2 separate regions of the Bos taurus genome follow, and region 2 is linked to region 1. The links are chromatin contacts, called in public Hi-C maps. All regions are on one chromosome and are shown on one strand. Each heading gives the region's core, a stretch centred on a gene start, on an enhancer-like site or on the middle of the called end of the contact. The rest is flanking DNA. Distances are from core to core; before and after follow the strand shown. Region 1 holds the start of EPRS1 (glutamyl-prolyl-tRNA synthetase 1). Region 2 holds the start of RAB3GAP2 (RAB3 GTPase activating non-catalytic protein subunit 2).

The links. A called contact is a pair of places that touch in the nucleus more often than the background predicts.
Region 2: a contact with region 1 is called in a Hi-C map of skeletal muscle, with 3 times the contacts expected there. The contact joins the promoter of RAB3GAP2 here to the promoter of EPRS1 in region 1. A contact is called at or near these places in 2 of 11 Hi-C or Micro-C datasets (skeletal muscle and an unstated tissue).

What each region holds. Positions count from the first base shown.
Region 1 is chr16:23,536,140-23,541,941 of ARS-UCD2.0, forward strand. EPRS1 (glutamyl-prolyl-tRNA synthetase 1) reads right to left here and starts at 1,416. Exons shown (of 32, transcript NM_001243320.1): 1 at 1,253-1,416. The coding sequence starts at 1,298.
Region 2 is chr16:23,731,884-23,737,688 of ARS-UCD2.0, forward strand. It overlaps RAB3GAP2 (RAB3 GTPase activating non-catalytic protein subunit 2), which reads right to left and starts at 3,535. Exons shown (of 35, transcript NM_001192199.1): 1 at 3,421-3,535. The coding sequence starts at 3,535.

The DNA of each region.
Region 1 (5,802 bases), core at 166-2,665:
TTCCTTGTTTCTTAAACAAGGAAGCTGTGAAGATGCCAAACAAGGAACTTGCCAAGGTTCCACAGCTAGTAAATGGCAGGCAGGATGGGCCCAGATCTCCAGGAACCAAGTGTCTTTGCTCTTAACCATGAGGTCACATTGTCTAGTGCTTTTCAACTGCAGAATCAAACCCATTTCTTTTATTAGAGTATATTGATTTTTGTGTAAGGCTAGCCCATAATTACTGGAACCAATATGCTAAAACACCATTTTAAAAATATTTTAAACAGCATTCAATTGTGCCTTTTGTTCCAAAAGGCTCAAAACACCCTGTAACGAGAATGTACTGAGTAATTTCATCAGCCCGATGCGGCCAACTATATCTGGGCCTTTCAAATATTAGAAAAGTACTTGCGTGTCTATATTAAGAATAAGACCTCAATAAACGGATCAAATTATTCTGTGTAATTTCTCAATGCAATTAAAAAAAAGAAGTAGCTGAAAGTCTAAGCTATCTATCCACAGTAACCTTGGCCATGTTAAATAAGCAATTCCAAATCGAATTTAAGGTGTATCAGGAAGATGGCAAGTCCCACCTTTGCTCTGACATTTACTACATCCATCGGATGTGTAGTAAAGCAACCCCATCACTCCGCAGTGTACTTGAGTGTTCCAGCAATTACCTTGCCACGTTTAATTAATATAAGCGTAACTACGGTTAAAATTTTAAATGCTTCTATGATCATCTTCCTCGTTTCCTTTGAACCCAATGAAACGTGAAGAAAACTTGAGTCAAGGGAATTGACAGGCTTTTCTGAGGACGAAGGAAGGGAGGTAAATAAAGATAAGTGGAGTTGGAGGAAAGCGCTAAAACAGAGGGAACGAAGTACTGGGATTTTAAGTTTTAAAAATGTTATTTCTACGACCTGCTCTTGGTCTCCAGGGGACATCATTGTTAAAAGGGAGAGAAGAGTAAGCTAGAAGTCATCTTTCTGGGGGAGAAGGTCCGAAGCTGAGCCCCATGTCGCCTTGCCCGGGCTCACACCGCGCCCACCTCCACGCCCAGAAAGGTCTTCAGGAGCAAATCCACCTGCAAGGGACCGAGGAAGAGGGGCGCGGAGCCCACCGCGTGTACATTTCCGGAGAGAGAGGCAGGCCTAACCTCCCAGACCAGGACTGCCACTGCGCCAAGCCGGGGCGCGGCGACCTTCCCCTCCCCGCTCCCTCCCCCGGCTGATGCAACCCACACAGGTCTGTGGCCGCGGCCCCTTACCTAGCGGAGGGTCTCCCGAATTCACAGTCAGACAGAGCGTCGCCATCTGCACCGGTCCGCCGGTCTACCTATCAGCGCGCCTGCCCGGCCGCCTGAAACACAACCGACTGGCCCAAAGCGAGAAGCTGCAACGTGGTGTGCGCCGGCTTGACGCTGCCGCAACCCTCGCCCCTCCCCCGCGCCGCGGCCGGCGTCTTGCCGCACAGCGCAATGCGTCATCACCGCGCGCCCCTCCCTCCAGCAGTGGGCGCTGGGGGCCTTCTAGGGTCAGGAGTGCCAACGTGGCCAACGTGCTCCAAGCCGGTGACCGAGGAGAGACACTGAAGCGGACGACGTTTTACGACACTTCGTAAAGTGAGAAGTGAGAAAGTGAAGTCGCTCCGTAGTGTCTGACTCGTTGCTACTCTGTGGACTGTAGCCCGCCAGACTACCCCCGTCCATGGATTTTCCAGGCAAGAATACTGGAGCGGATTGTCATTTTCTTCTCCAGGGGATATTCCTGACCTAGGGATCGAACTCAGATCTCCTGCATTGCGGGCAGACTCTCCACCGTCTGAGTCACCAGGGAATCCCAAAGTGAAAAAAGTAAGTGGTGAGATGGTTTCTGCAGTGTGATGGGTGGTCACCAGAAGCCAGAATTGAAACAAACGGGCTCGTATAGTTGAGGCAGGAGGTAGCTGCGCCCCCCCCGCCCCACCCCCTCCTCCACAGACACTCCAAGATATCAATAGCAGGATGATTGAAAGAGGAGGTTGGGCCCTGATCAGATAAAAGCCCAGAGACCACGTATTTATCATGTTCAAAATCGGGGAGACCTTCCCCTATAGCCCCTTGGAGGTTAGAAGGGGAGTGATATCAAGCTACCCATAGGCCTCTTCACTGGAATCCATCTTGGCTGAGAGATGCACTTGGACACGTCGGAAGATCCTGAGTTAAACCGAACACAGGCTCAGGACCAGACAAATGGAAATGATTAGCCAAAGGAAACCCGGAAGAAATGCCCCACGTGAATGGTTCAAACTACCAAGCGGGTGCAACTCTCTGAGTATCCACTCGTACTTATGCTTTTCCTGCTAATAAACGTGTTCTTTGTTTCATTACTTTCTGTCTTCATGGGAATTTATTTCTGCAGAGCTGAAGGGCCAGGACCTTCTCACTGACCATTAGTCTAGGGGCTAGGATTCAGTACTCCCACCGCGGAGACCCGACCTCAATCTCTGGTGGGGAAAGGAAGCCCACTTCAAGCCGCTGCAGGTCAAAGCCACCCAAGATCATATTTGGTGCTGAAGCCCAGGAATTCAAGGTAAACCTTGGGCTTCACCCAGCTGCAGCTTGAGGCCACTGACTTTCGCTTCTGCTTTCTTTTTCTCACTCTCCATTTCACTTTCAAGACCTACAGGGCATAATTTCTGTCTGCTCAACATTGAGGATGGCAGAGGGGTCCCCCAGGCCGTGCAGATTCAAATAACACTTGGGTGACAGTTGACTCTGGGACATGGTGGAAACGTGGTTGCCAAACCTGCAGGAGCTCAAGGGGTCTTTCTCACCCACTCTCCCTCTGTTGTTCTCCAGTGTGGAACCTTCCACTACGCTTTTCCTTCCCACCTTACTTGCACAACAAGGTCTCTTTCTCACTTCGTGTCTCCGCAACCTTTTAGGGAAGGATTTCCTGGATATTATTCCTAAACTGTGTCCCCACCACTGCCAAACCCAATGCTGCCTGTGTGAGACCAAGTCGTCAGCCGAAGCCCAGTTCTTTTACATCTGCCAGGACGAAACGGCAAAGGATTTTGGGTTTTTCTGCTGTTTGGTGTCTCACCTCACTCAATGCCCAGGAATTTACCGTGAATTTCTCTGCCTCCCGGCCCTTGAGCCTTCAACCCCGTGCCATCTTCCACAGTGCCCAACTCCAGTTTCTTCAAGGGTTCTATTTTGCAACTGATGGACCCCCTTCACTCCAGGCCTTGGCAGCATACACACTGCTACAGACAGCTTATCAGGCTGGCCGCTACCCAGAAGCCCGAATTATAAACTTTGTAGATGCTCAGTCATGAGGAATACACCCCAGCGTAGGAAGACTTATCATAGGACATAAGCTGTATAGACGAGGGATCCCTCCTAAGGAAAGTCCTAGCAGCTGGTCGGCAGTGGTTCAAATGTCCTCCCTTGGCCACCTGGGGAAGACAGCTTCTAAAGGTACTAAGGGAGACCAGAGGTGTCAGAAATCTATGGGATGGTAGAGGTCTGGAAACTCCATCAGGTTTGGAAGGAATTTGGGGTTGCACCCTGAACCCCTTCAGGTTAAAGTCTCCTAGCAAATGTTCCTGGAACAACAGATTCCATTTCTTGGAGCTTTCTCGGTTGCAGGTTAACAGAAAGGCTAGGAAAGGGAAAACTTAAGTTCTACTGTAACAGTGCCTGGCCTTCATATAAGTTGGGGAATGGAGAAAAACTACCTGAAGACAGGTCTCTATAATGCCATTCTACAATTGCATATTTATTGCCACTGGATGGGAAAGTGGACTGAGGATCCCTCTAGTCAGGCTTTCATGGTCCATTACCAAAATTCCACCCTACATGGCTCTTGTAATTCAAAACCTGGGGAACCAGAGAAAAAAAAAAAAAACGTCATTTTAGATGATCCCCTTCAAAGCTCTCCCATGTCTCAGGGGGATACCTAGCTCCCCCTGCTCCTGACAGTATCCCTACTTTTCCAGATCCATCTGACTGAACCCAAACTCCACCTCCCCATGTCCCTCCATCCCCGCAGTTACCCCAGGAAAGAGACTAGTCCCTCTGTCCTGTCACCGTTGGAGCTTCCGATCACCCAGGATCAGGGAAGTTACGCCCTCTTAGGGAAGTGGCAAATGGGGAAGGGACAGTCAGAGTCCCCTTTTATAACCAACTTAGCCCAAAGCAAACAAACGATTTTCTGAAGACCCAAGTAGGGTTTCATGAAGAGTTTCATGCTCTAATTTTGGTTATGACTTAACTTGGTAGGATGTCCAAGGAGTCCTGTCGGGTTAGCCAAAATGACCATTGGGGTTTTTCCATAAGATATTATAGAAAAACCTGAGTGAACATTTTGGCCAACCTAATACTTATTGTACTTCTTAAGGAAAAACAGAATCTGGACGGCAGCCCAGAGGCTTGCTGACTAACTTGCGGGAGACCAACCTGAATACACTCTGGGTGGAGATGCAGTCCCAAATATAATTCCTCGGAATTATACTTCTTGGACAGGAACAGAAGCCAGGAAGCTCATGATCTAATGTGTATTAGAAGGGATGAGAAAGTGTATCAAAATGTCATTTAACTGTGAGGTTAAAGGAGTGACCCAGGAAAAGAAAGAAAATCCAGCTCCCTCTTTCATAGGCAGCTGTGGAAGCTTTTAGGAAGTATACCAACGTAGATCCCTCCACTTCCAAAGGTCAGTCCCTGCTGGGACAACATTTTTTTATCAGCCAGCCCTCCCCTGATACTATTAATATGTGGAAACTTCAAAAGTTAGAATTTGGGCCACAGACTTCCATACCTCAACTCCTGGATGTGGCCCTTGGAGTATTTAATAATCAAGACCAAGCTCCAGAGGGAAAGCTGGAGAAAAGACAGTCTAGGGCTCATGCACAATTGATAGCCATTGCTGTTGGCCATGTCTTGTGACCTCAGGACAACCCAAGGGGGCCAAAAAAGTCCAACCGTCCATCTGGAGGTAAGACCAACAAGGAGGAATGCTACAAATGCAAGCCAACTGGCCACTGGGGCCGAGATTGCCAGAAAGAACCCTGCTTCCCTCCCCCAGGCCATGCCTAGCCTGCAAACAAGCAGGTCATTGGAAGAGGGACTGCCCTTAGTCCCAAAGTGGGCGAGGGGCTCCCACTCCTGAAATGGCCAATTCAGGACGTCGTCCAATGGCTGGACGACTGAGGTGGCCCAGGGATTCTAGCTTCTGATGGTTCCCCCTAACAAGAGGTCTATCTCCATCGAGGAGCCCAGGATAGTCCTTGTCATGGCAGGTAAGAAAGTCAATTTCTTAGTTGACATGAGAACCACTTACTCTGTCTTAATTTCTCACACTGGACCTCCCTCTTCCAAAAGCTGTGCTGTAACTGGTGTCAATGGAGAGCCTTGCAGCCGTTATTTTACTGGGCCTCTCACTTGTCAGTGTGAGCAGCAGCTGATTTCATGTGCCTTTTTAGTTGTGCCTGAGTGTCCCACCCGACTACTGGAAAGAGATCATCTGAGCTCTATCAGGGCCATACTCCAGTTAGGAGGCTGCAACACTTTGCCTTGACTCTGACTAAGACAGACCAGCCAGAAGAGCAAGGTCCTATTCCCAGCCATATTGTACAAAGAGTGGGTCCTGCAGTGTGGGACAAAGAAATCCCTAGAATGGCCATACATGCCCAGCCTGTAAGAATTCACCTTAGGCCTGAAGCTGCTTATCCTAACAAGAGAAAAGGTGGAAGGAGAAAGGATCCACATTAAAGGAACAGATACCAGGACAAACATGGAAGGAAGGCATTGGGTATATGGTTGGAGAACATTTC
Region 2 (5,805 bases), core at 2,285-4,784, 200 kb after region 1:
GGGTTTCCCTGGAGGCTCAGAAGGTAAAGAATCCGCCTGCAATGAGGGAGACCTGGGTTCGATCCCTGGGTTGGGAAGATCCCCTGGAGGAGGGCATGGCAACCCACTGTAGTATTCTTGCCTGGAGAATCCCATGGACAGAGGAGCCTGGCAGGCTACAGTCCATGGAGTCGCAAACAGTCGGACACAACTAAGCAACTAAGCACATCACAGCTTTAACAACAAAAAAGTGTCTGAAGCATAAGAAATAAGGGGAAAAGAGTATGAGGGTACAAGAAGCGGCAGGAAGTGGGGTCTCAAGGTCCTTTAAGCCATGTGAGAACTTTGGATTTTATATTAAGTGCAACTGAAACCACAGGCAGTTATAGAGAGAAGACTGTTATGATTAAACTGTCTTCAAAAGTTCATTTTGACAGCTTTTGGAACTAACTACGAGTTAACTAACTAACAAGTTAACTAACAAGTCTACAAATTAACAAGTCTAGAGAGGGTATGGAGAAAAGGGAACCTTCTTACACTGTTACTGGGAATAAAAGTTGGTTCAGTCACTATGGAAAACAGTATGAAGGTTCCTCAAAAAAAAAAAAAAACCTAAAAATAGAACCGACTTATGACCCACCAGCAATCCCATTCCTGAGCATGTACCCAGACAAAACTGTAATTCAAAAAGCTACATGCACCCCTATGTTCACAGCAGCACTATTCGCAATAGCCAAGACATGGAAACAACCTAAATGCCTACTAAGAGATGAACGGATAAGGAAAATGTGGTGTGTGTGTGTGTGTATATACACACACACACACACACCACACACAATGGAATATTACTCAGCCATTAAGAAGAATGAAATAATGCCATTTGCAGCAACATGGACGGACCTAGAGATTACCATACTAAACAAAGTGAGTCAGAAAAAGACAAATACCATATATCACTTACACGTGATATCTAAAATACCACACAAATGAACATATCTACCAAAGAAAAACAGACTTAAGGACACAGAATAGACTTGTGGTTGCCATAGGGGAGGGGGTTAGGGGCGGGAAGGATTGGGAGATTGGGATTAGCAGATACAAACTATCATACACAGGAAAAAAACCAAAACCAACCATAGAAGCAGGAAGATCCGTTAAAAGACCAGTTCCATCTAGCACGTGAGAAGATGGTGGCCTGGACAAGGGGAGTGGCAATGGGATAGAGGAAATGTGTTCTTTCCTCTGCATCCTTTATCAACAGTCCTATATCCACCATCATTCACAACCTGGCTCCTTGGAACAGGCAAATTTATTTTTTAACTCCTCTCCCGTCCTTCCCCTGAAACTGTCCTAAGGTCCTAGTCACCTCCATCCACCCAAAGCCAATGAGCACTTTTCCATCCTCATCCTAGCTGATCTCTGCTGTGTTCACCACTACTGACCACTCCTCCCTTTCATCAGATTCTCTCTCACTTCTGGGGCATTACGTTCACCTAGTTTTCCTCTTTCTGTTAAGTCTTCTTCCCATTCATCTCTATTTGACTTAAACTTCAGTGCTCCTCTATGGTTACATCTTCAGTCCTGCATTCATTTCACTATATTCATAACCCTTGAGACGGACTGACACTTTTTACTGGTAACTCCTGAGTTAACACCTCGAGGCCAGGGATCCTTATTAAGTTTTAGACCGGTTCGACTAGACACTGCATACATTTAAAACTGGACAAACTAGAAGCATTTAAGATGCAAAAGATCCAAAACCGATCTCCTTCATTCCCTTTCATTAGAAACCCTTGCCCAAGTCAAAAGCCAAAGGCAACCTCACCTCCCTCTCACTCACCAGCTACAACCCCCAGCACCAGATCTTCACTAGGTCCTGCAGATTCTTTCTTAATATCTTCCTGATTTAGCTGCTGATCTCAAGTCCTGCTGAAGCTACTTTAGGCCATGCTTGCATCATTTTTGCATGGGTTATTGAAATATCCTCAGAATGAAGTTCCCTGCTTCCTATCTCTCCTCCATACTGCTGCCAACACACTTAACAATTATGCAAGAATTTTGCTGATTCCATTAAGGACAAATTTTATCACATCATTCCTTTGCTTAATGTCTTCAGATGTATCTGACTCCTTTCACAAGGCTTCTCATGATCAAGCTCCTTATTACCTTTATGACTCTTCTCCTCACACCGTCCTCTTCAGTCATTCAGCCTCTCTTAGCTAAATACCATGCCATTTCAGGCCTCCCTTCTTCTACAGGTGCTATTCCCTCTCCCCTATTCATCTAAGGGCCACTTCAAAGGTAGACTTAAGTACCTCCACTTCAAAGACTGTATCACCTAGTGCCATATGTATATATACGGCTCACACTGTACAGGAGGGGTTAATTTGTTTGTCCGAGTACACTATACTGCTCCTAGAGGACAGAGACCACCAGTCTCACTTGATTGGCAGCACTACCGACAGCACAGAGCTAACAGTCATAAATAGATGTGATTTGATACTTTCTAAATTTTAAAAACGGAGAGAAACTTATTTACTGGGCTTTTCATCATCATTCCAATACAGCACAAAGTAACAGCACTTTGGACATATGGCTTTGCAGTAAAATGGAAATAAAAAAAAACTGACACACAAAACATACCCCCTTTAAAAGGTAAAACGTAGGAAATTCTGAGGAATTCTGCGGCAGAATAAACAGACTTGGGGTTTTACACTACGTGGGCAAGTCACGCTGTTTGATGATAATAACAAGCAGAAGGCTTCTCATCTCATTAACTTTTCATGGCCAAGCTGCTGTGATTTTAACTCCTGATGTGGCTTCTCACTCCCTGACAGGTTATTTTCCTTTATTTGGGAGCCTCCAACTCACCACCTCAGGAGTCTCTCACTTGTCAATCACTTATTTTCTAAACCTGAATGGGAAGAAAGAGGATGGAAGAAGGCAGAGAGTGGGCGATGACAGACACTTTCAGAAAGAGAAGCAGCAGAAGGCCACACAGTCCCAAACACGGAGGAGCGTGGGGGCTGAGGCGAAACCAGGATAGCGCGCTGACAGCTGGCGAGGAGTGGGGAGGAGGATGCGATCACGGGGCAGGCAGTGTAGAACGGGGGACCCCGGGCCGGAGGGAGAGGGGGAGACGGAGAAGAGACTCAGAAAAGTAGGAGTTGCGGGGTGGGGAAGTGGGCTAGGCAGGGAGCAGAGCAAGCCAGATGCAGTGTTTTGGCTGAGGGCGGAGTGGCTTAGGCGAGAGGAAGACAACACCGACGCAGTCGGGGCAGACGGACACGGCTTCAGGACGCACGGCAGGGGATCCGCGCGGAAAGGAAAGGGGAGGCGAGAGAGGAACTAGGAGCGCCGGGGCGGGCAGGAGACCCGAGCCCGCCGCGCAGGTCCCGCGGGAGGAGGCGGGGAAGGGAGCGGCGAGGCGGGGGCACTTACTGGGGTCCCTCCTCACGGCGCCGCTGGGGGTCTCCTCCCGCAGATGAGGGAAGAGGAAGTCCCGGGCGGCCTGGAGGTCCTGGAAGGAGCAGAACTGGACAATGGAGCAGGCCATGGCTCCGGGAAGCCCGCTCGGGCATTCACCTTACTTCACCACGCCCTGCCCCCCCGCCACCCCGCCGCTGCTCCAGCCACCACCGCGGAGCCCGAAGAGCTTCAGCTACACAGGGGGCGGGGAAACCAAACCGGAAGCTGTCAGCGCCCTCGGTTCCGCCGCCCGGAGCACTGCGCATGCGCGGGACAACCCAGGCGCTCTGGCGGGCGAAAGCCGAATCACCTGACCGGCGGCGTCCGCTGGGTGTAACGTCGCGGTGGAGGCCGGGATCCGGCTTCAGTCCGGGTTCTGCATTCGCACCGGGGGTGAACCCTTTTAGTCATTCTGGCTCTTAGCCAGAGGTGACCTCATTGGACGTTGTCCGCGCCGGCCTTTGAGCCATTTAACCAGTCTTCTAGATGGCCTGGTAGAGAATAATACCTGTTAAGCTACTGCCAGGCCAGTGGGGGACGGTGTCGTGCAAGTATCTGAGTTTGAAAAGATCAAATTCTCTTCTGGAAGTCAGCTCCGTCAAGCCTAGTTCTAAACGCCTCATATAAATTCTCGTCACACTATGCACGCCTAATACAGTACTTATTATACTGTATTGTCCTCTGTTGTTTTCCGACATCCGTTTGCTTTTTCATTCGTTTCTCCGTCCATTCAACAAATTCATTGCTCCTCTTCTGTGTCAGGCACGCAAGGCTTCAGTATAAAGCAGAGACCAAAAGAGGTGAAATACTTGTTCCATGGAGCTTAAAATTCTGATGGTTGACATGGATAGTAAGATATTAATTACTCAACTATTTAACTGAAATTATCATGATGCTAGGAAGAAAAGAAGTAAGTTCATAGCATAACAGGGAACCTCACCAAGTTGTTTTGTTTTATTGGGTTGGAGGTGTTGCCAGTTTCAGGAACAGACTTCATTGTAAATTCCTGAAGGTTGGGATGTCATTTTGTGTCCTTTATATTCAGTGTCTCTTCCCAGGACTTGGCACATAGTGCTCAATAAATATTTCCTGGAGGAATAAATGAAATGGAATATGTACATAAGGTAAATAGAATAACCCACTTCTTTTACAAAGCACTTTATATTTTTTTAAAGTATTTTTCCACACACTTTAAAGGTAGGTAGTCACAATGCCATCCTGAATGTGTCTTATCTCAATTTTTTTAAATGAGGTATATGTGTGTGTATCTGAGAAGACCCTTTTGTTATTCAGTTGCTAAGTTGTGTCAGACTCTGCAACCCCATGGACAACAGCTCGCCAAGCTTCCCTGTCCTTCATTATCTCCCTGAGTTTATTCAAGCTCAGGTCCATTGAGTTGTTGATGCTATCTAACCATCTCATCGTCTGTCACCCCCTTCTCCTCTTGCCCTTTCCCAGCATCAAGATCTTTTCTAATGAGTCAGCTCTTCGCATCAGGTGGCCAAAGTATTGGAGCTTCAGCATCAGTCCTTCCAATGAATATTCAAGGATGATTTCTTTAGGATTGACTGGTTTGATTTCCTTGCTGTTCAAGGGACTCTCAGGAGTCTTCTCCAACATCACAGTTGGAAAGCATCAATTCTTTGGCACTCAGCCTTTATGGTCCAACTCTCATCTGTACATGACTACTCAAAGAGAAGACCCTTTAAGCACATTTAAATGATTTTTCTAAAAAGTAAAAGCTGAAAAAGATAACATTCCTTCTTGATCTCATAAGGGGTCACATGGCACTTAGAACTGGATTATGTAAGCTGTCTATAATATGTCATTTTGTTGCAGGAAAAGGGACCCCTTCCAGGGCCCAAGAATGGGCTGACACATGGAAGTGAGTTGACTGAGGAAACACAGGTGTTGACAAAGTAAGAGACTTTATTGGGAAAGGGCACTCTGGTGGAGAGCTGCAGGGTGAGGAAACCCAGGAGAACTCTTCTGCCATGTGGTTCACAGTCTTGGGTTTTACAGTAATCTGGTTGGTTTCAGGTTGTCTCTGGCCAATCACTGTGACTCAGGGTCCTTCCTGGTGGTGTGCCTGTCACTCAGCCAAGATGGATTCCAGCAAGCAGGTTTCTGGGAGGGTGGCAGGACATATGGACTGGAGTCTCTTCTCTCCTCTTGACGTTTCCTGAATTATTCTGGTTAATGGTAGCTTGTTAGATCCTTGTTCCTAACCAGGACCTCCTTTTGTAAGGATAACTCATGCAAGTGATTACTATGGTGCCAGGCCAGGGCAGGCAGTTTTAGTTGGTAGTTCCCCTAACAATTTGATGTAACCAGCCCTCTGTCTCAAAAAACATATAT